Regions from separate parts of the Mus musculus genome. Here region 2 is linked to region 1. Evidence: chromatin contacts called from public Hi-C data. All regions are on one chromosome and are shown on one strand. Each heading gives the region's core, a stretch centred on a gene start, on an enhancer-like site or on the middle of the called end of the contact. The rest is flanking DNA. Distances are from core to core; before and after follow the strand shown.

Region 1 (2,805 bases), core at 184-2,683:
TAGGTTTACTTGAGAATGCTTAAGCGAACTAAAAACCAAGGGCCAGAGAGATTAAGAGAAGGGGTCAAGACTGTCCTGTAAATTGGTCATAGAACCAAATTCGAAGGGTTTTTGATGCTCATTTTATTGAGCTATGTACCCAGGCAGACTTTGAACTCATTACCCTCTAGCTCTAGCCTCCTAAGTGCTGCTGTTGCAGGTATGTATCTCTTTGCTCATCTAAAATCCAATATTTTGATTTTTCTTTTCATCATCCTCTCTACTTGCTTACATTAAACTGGGAGATACCATTGCTTTGATCTTCTGTTCTCTTTCTTTTTTATAACTGCAGCATCTCTGAAGCTAACCTCATATCACCATGACTTCTACCATTTGATTTGTCTTTGGGGAACTCTGTGCTATTCAATCCTGGGCTATCAGCATTTGCCTACTGTTTTGGATCATGATGATAGATATCAGCAATAGTAACAGATGCCCCTCTTCATGCTACCATCATCAGTACCTGGAGTCTCAAGACCCAGCAGAAACATCCAACAAACATGTCCTCTCTTCAGACTATCTCATTGCATGCATCTCCAGTTCTGAAAACTGTGAATCTGCTTGGGACCTATAAACCAGTCATATAACCTTGGGCAAATTGCTTCCATTTGGGGATCATTGTTTTTCTATTGTAAAAGTAGAAAAAGTTGATTAAATTATTAATAGAAGAGTGATAGATCCCCACAAAGTTATGGAATAAATTTAACAATTATCAACTCTGAATGGTGCCCTCTGGGGCTGGGTGGGGCTAGGGTCTTTATTTTTATAATTTCCAAATTGAAATCAGAATTATCATAAAATTGGTGGAATAATGAAAAAGCTATTTCCCAGAGTAGGCCTCCATGAAGTGACAGGGATGTAGCAACCATGGGGAATGGGCTAGGAGGAAGCCTGAGACTCTTCCTTGGTGTCTTAGTCCTGGGAGGGACAGTATGCTCATCAAGATTCTGATTAAGTAGGGATTGCCAACGGCACTCTTTGTAACCAGGCAAACAAGACCTAAAACAAAAATCTATCAAGATTTAATCACATTGCTCTATCCGCATGACCTAACCTCTGAGTGCTCGTGAGAACACTTTCCTTTGTTTTCAGGCCCTAAAGCACGTGCCTCGGTGGGAGCTATGGTCCCTTCTGAGTTGTCACTTGTGTGGCAGAAGCAAAGATTACTTTTCAGTCCCCTTTGACTCTCTGAATTAACATGAAATTGAAGAGGGTAGGCTGGGGAGAGAACAGAAAGAAAGAAGGACAGAGATGGGAGGCAAATAGAAGAGTGTGGCTCACTTTCCAGGTAGTGAACAAAGCAAAAAGTGCCCACCCCACTCAACCCAGCTGGTCCTTCTGCTAGGTCTCTGAAACAGCTTTCTAGAAAGAGGGCTTTATGGTCTGGCTCCCTGCCAGAAAGCTGATTATTTCAGACTCTAGCAGGTGTCTTCCCCTCCCACAAACACATACTTCCTTCTATGTCTATGGTCCTTTGTAGTCTCCACCACCAAATCAATGCCAATGTGAGGATGGTAGCACCTGACTGTGTAACCAACAAGCAACATAGATGCTCCTGTTCCAGTTCATAAGGAAGTGTTGATGTGTTCTGCTGTCATGTCCAACACATGTATTTTGCAGAAACGTGGGTAAACCTTGTCTAAGGGTTGCCTCCCTATCCACGGTCAAGGGATGATAAGATGCTATGAGATCTAAGAAGGGAAGTGTTAGGAGGGGCTTCTGTTGGACTCTAGCTTGTTTAAAAGCAGATTTGGAGTCTAAGAAGCGGGGTGGGAAGGCCAGTGGAGAAGGGATCAGACCTTTCCCTCTCTGAATGCTCACTCTCCTCCTTGGATATTCTCATCTCACATCCTTCCCCTGACTGGTCCTGAAATCTGCAGGGAAACTCAGGAATTTTCCTGTGAAGATGAAGTGAGGCTTAAACAATATGTCTGTAAAAGAGAGTTTGGATGCTGCCATAGGGTGCCTTATAACCAAGGAAAGGTCTGACTCTCAACACTGTAGAATTGAAGAATGTTCATGAGTCACCTTAGAGGCTTCCTTCCCTTCCCTTCTCTTCCCTTCCCTTCCCTTCCCTTCCCTTCCCTTCCCTTCCCTTCCCTCCCCTCCCCTCCCCCCTCCCCTCCCCTCCCCTCCCCTCCCCTCCCCTCCCCTCCCCTCCCCTCCCCTCCCCTTCCTCCTCTTATGTCTTTCTTATCCCCTTCTTGGTTAAACTGAGATCATATTTGTTTCCTATCTTTTAAATAGCATTTTTTGATGATGAATTGAAGTGGTATTTGTTCTGAATAAGAAAACAGATTAAAATCCAGAAAGGCAGAAGAGATTTCCAGTCAAAGAACAGCCGTGACTAATAGTGATTGCTATGAGTGTTTGCCCTATTTCTCTTAACAGTCACAGGAGATGGGTACTGTCCACATAGGTCTTCTGCACATGGAAACATTAGAACTGAGAGAGGTTCTCTAATTTGCCAATGCCACGTGGATCATAAGCAGTGTGAATGCAGAGTCCACACTCTCAAGATGCTTTACTCTCTTTGGCTGTGTAAGAGTCAGGATCACCTATCAAGGGATGGGGGTGGGAGATAGCAACCAAGAGGATATGCTCTCCAAGTACATGGTCTAAGCTTTGGGCAGATACATAGCATAGGTAATTTATCTATTTCTATAATTAATCTCTTTGCCCATAGCCCCAGAAGCCTGACTTACACAGAGGTGAATTGTATTAATGGTTTGCCTTGGAGTAACTCTTGCCATCATCTGGAGGAGA
Region 2 (2,805 bases), core at 219-2,718, 180 kb before region 1:
CAGTGACTCCTTTGCCATTGCCCAAGTGGGGAATCATCATTCTATTTCCATTGACTATAAACAGGCCACATTTGTCAGTACTTGCCGATGCTTTCCAACATAGTATCATTCGGTTTGTTCTTCAAATCATCTACTGACCACCCACCTATCCATCTACCCATCCACCCTTCTAACCATCCATTCATCCATTTATCCATCCAGCAACCTATCCATGTGTCTAACCACCTACCTACCCACCCACTCACCCACCTATCCATCCATCCATCCATCCATCCATCCATCCATCCATCCATCCATCCATCTATTCATACATTCACCTATCCACTCGGCTACCAGTTTATCTACCTATGTACCCACCTGTCCACCCTGCTCACCCACCCACCTATCTATCCATCCACCCATCCACTCTTCCATCTATCCATCCACCAATCTGTCCATTCACCTGTTCATACACGCCTACCCACTACCAGTTCAGCTACCTATCCACCCCACTCACCCAGTCACTTATCCACTACCCATCTAAAAAGCATCACAGACGGCATTCTTTAAAAATGTACAATGGACCAGTTATAGCCTCAGACTTAATACAAAACAAATTGGCAGATGACCCTAAAAAAAATAATAATAATAAATGCTCTTACAAGTGAGATACACCAAGTGTCTAATAGTGGTATTGGACAATCTTGAAATGCACATAAAGGAAAATGGGGCTGACTAAGAAAGCATTACTTTAGAGTGTGGGGACAGAGCTGTATCTTAAAGGATAACTGAAGTAGTACTGAGGCAAAGGAAAGGGGAAAATTGAGTAGAGGAGCCATGAAGAGGGAAGTAAGGAAAAGACGGACAGAAAATTGAAGTCCCAAAGTAGAGCAGCTAGGTGGAGTGAAGTATCTGAGAAGCAGGGAATGGGGAAGGTGGGAAGGCTGGTTGGTGCCAGACCCTGGAAAAGAGCACGGTTAAGTCAGTTAATCCAGTGTGGAGCAATGAGGCAGGGAGGGCTCCTGAGGCCCCATTCTCAGCCGAGGGGCAGATGGCTGGCTGCTGATACATTCAGGGGGAGGGAGAGTCAACTTTCTTTGGGGTTGTAGCCATGGGTAGGCTGCTCACACATATGGGCAGAACTAGTTAGAGAGAGAGAGAGAGAGAGAGAGAGAGAGAGGAAAAGACAGACAGACGGACCTAAAATTTCGAAGAAGTTGTGTTGAGGGAAGGCCAAGGGGAGTTGCAGGGAAGGAGTGGGAGGTAGATATATTGGATACATGTATGACATTTCCAAAGAGTATAAGAAATACAAACAGAAGAGCCTGGACTATAAAACTGGGGAACATAAAGCAGTAAGCTTCCCATCCTGGGACTGGAGACTTGAAGCCTCTCCCTGGCAGGGAGAGGCATCATGGAGGAAGTGCATCATGGTGTAGTATGTGGAGTGTTTGCCTTTTCTCTTAACCAAGTCACAGACCTTTCAGTGAGGCTTCAGTGGGTTCTGCTGTGTGTCTAATCAAGGAACCATGGACAGGCGCTAGTTATGATATCCCAGTTCTTTCAAAAAGGGAAGGAAACGTAGGCCTTTGCTTAGGGGACTGCATCTTAGTCGTGTCCGAACAGTAACTTCATGCGCAAAGCAAGTGAATTATCACCGTAATTAAAGTTTTCAACACACATCCCTGAAATTAGACATCTAGAAAAACAAAGCCAGTGTGCAGCTTGTTGAATTGGTAGATAGTAAATAACATTACAGTCACTCCACAAATGAAGAAGTGGAACAGCTGCCTGCACATGTAACTCTGTCTGTCCCAACTGTAACAAGTCCCCTTCTCTGAAAATAACTACTTTTTAATGACCCGCGTCTTACACTGGTCTATGGCTTTATCAGCTGTGGACATTACCTCATCCTCTAGTCTTGCTCGTGTATATGATTTTTAAATGTTATAGATCTTTTCAAGTCTATGGCTCCCCCTTCTTCATTGCCTTTAAAAACAATTACATGTATGTCATTACATGTATGAATGTACTTTATGTGTACAGACCTCAGAGGACAACTTCTAACTTTTCACCATGTATGTCCTTGGGATATATAACTACAGGTGCTCCGGCTTAGTGGCAGTGCGTCTACCCTTGAATCCTATCTCTGCCTGGGCTGGTTACATTTTTTGTTAACTTGATGCAGGCAAGGGTCACCTGGAAAGAGATTGAGAAATGCCTCCATAAGACTGTTCTGTAGACAAGTCCGTGAGGCATTTTCTTGATGGAAGAGGGTTCAGTCCACTGTGGGGTTGTACTATCCACATGTAGGTGGTCCTGGGTTCTCTAAAACCTAAATGGAGCAAGCCACTGGGAGCAAGTCAGTAGGCAGCATTCTCCCATGGCCTCTGATGAGCTCAACGGTGGGTACACAACAGAAACCAGTGACTATCCATCTCCTGGGCATCCATCAGTAACCAGTAGTTCAGCTCGGAGATGCAGGTCCCCATAACCCTATAAGTCCTTTCCCATTAATGATTGAGTATGGGGCTGGAGAGATGCCTCAGTGGTTAAGAGCACTGACTGCTCTTCCGGATGTTCTGATTTCAATTCCCAGCAACCACATAGTGGCTCACAACCATCTGTAATGGGATTTGATGCACTCTTTAGGTGTGTCCGAAGACAGCTACAATGTACTCATATAACATAATAAATAAATAAATAAATAAATAAATAAATAAATAAATCTTAAACAAAATGAGTATGGATGGGCTCAGTCTTGTACAGGTTCAATATAGACAGCTGCAGTGGATCTCATGACTGCACTATTGTGGCACTTTTAAT

The links. A called contact is a pair of places that touch in the nucleus more often than the background predicts.
Region 2: a Hi-C map of the C2C12 cell line shows a contact between it and region 1, with 3 times the contacts expected there. The contact joins two enhancer-like sites. A contact is called at or near these places in 2 of 15 datasets of contacts at CTCF or cohesin (large pre-B cells and pro-B cells), 3 of 484 Hi-C or Micro-C datasets (the C2C12 cell line, embryonic stem cells and pre-B cells) and 1 of 115 datasets of contacts at active chromatin or transcription factors (large pre-B cells).

What each region holds. Positions count from the first base shown.
Region 1 is chr11:45,348,154-45,350,958 of GRCm38.p6, reverse strand. No RefSeq gene overlaps it. Among named protein-coding and RNA genes, the nearest start is that of Gm12159, 230 kb to the right of the region's middle. Within about 2 kb of position 1,433, at least 6 of the 459 cell types and tissues checked have an H3K27ac peak or open chromatin away from gene starts, as enhancers often do.
Region 2 is chr11:45,530,209-45,533,013 of GRCm38.p6, reverse strand. No RefSeq gene overlaps it. Among named protein-coding and RNA genes, the nearest start is that of Gm22284, 110 kb to the left of the region's middle. Within about 2 kb of position 1,468, at least 6 of the 459 cell types and tissues checked have an H3K27ac peak or open chromatin away from gene starts, as enhancers often do.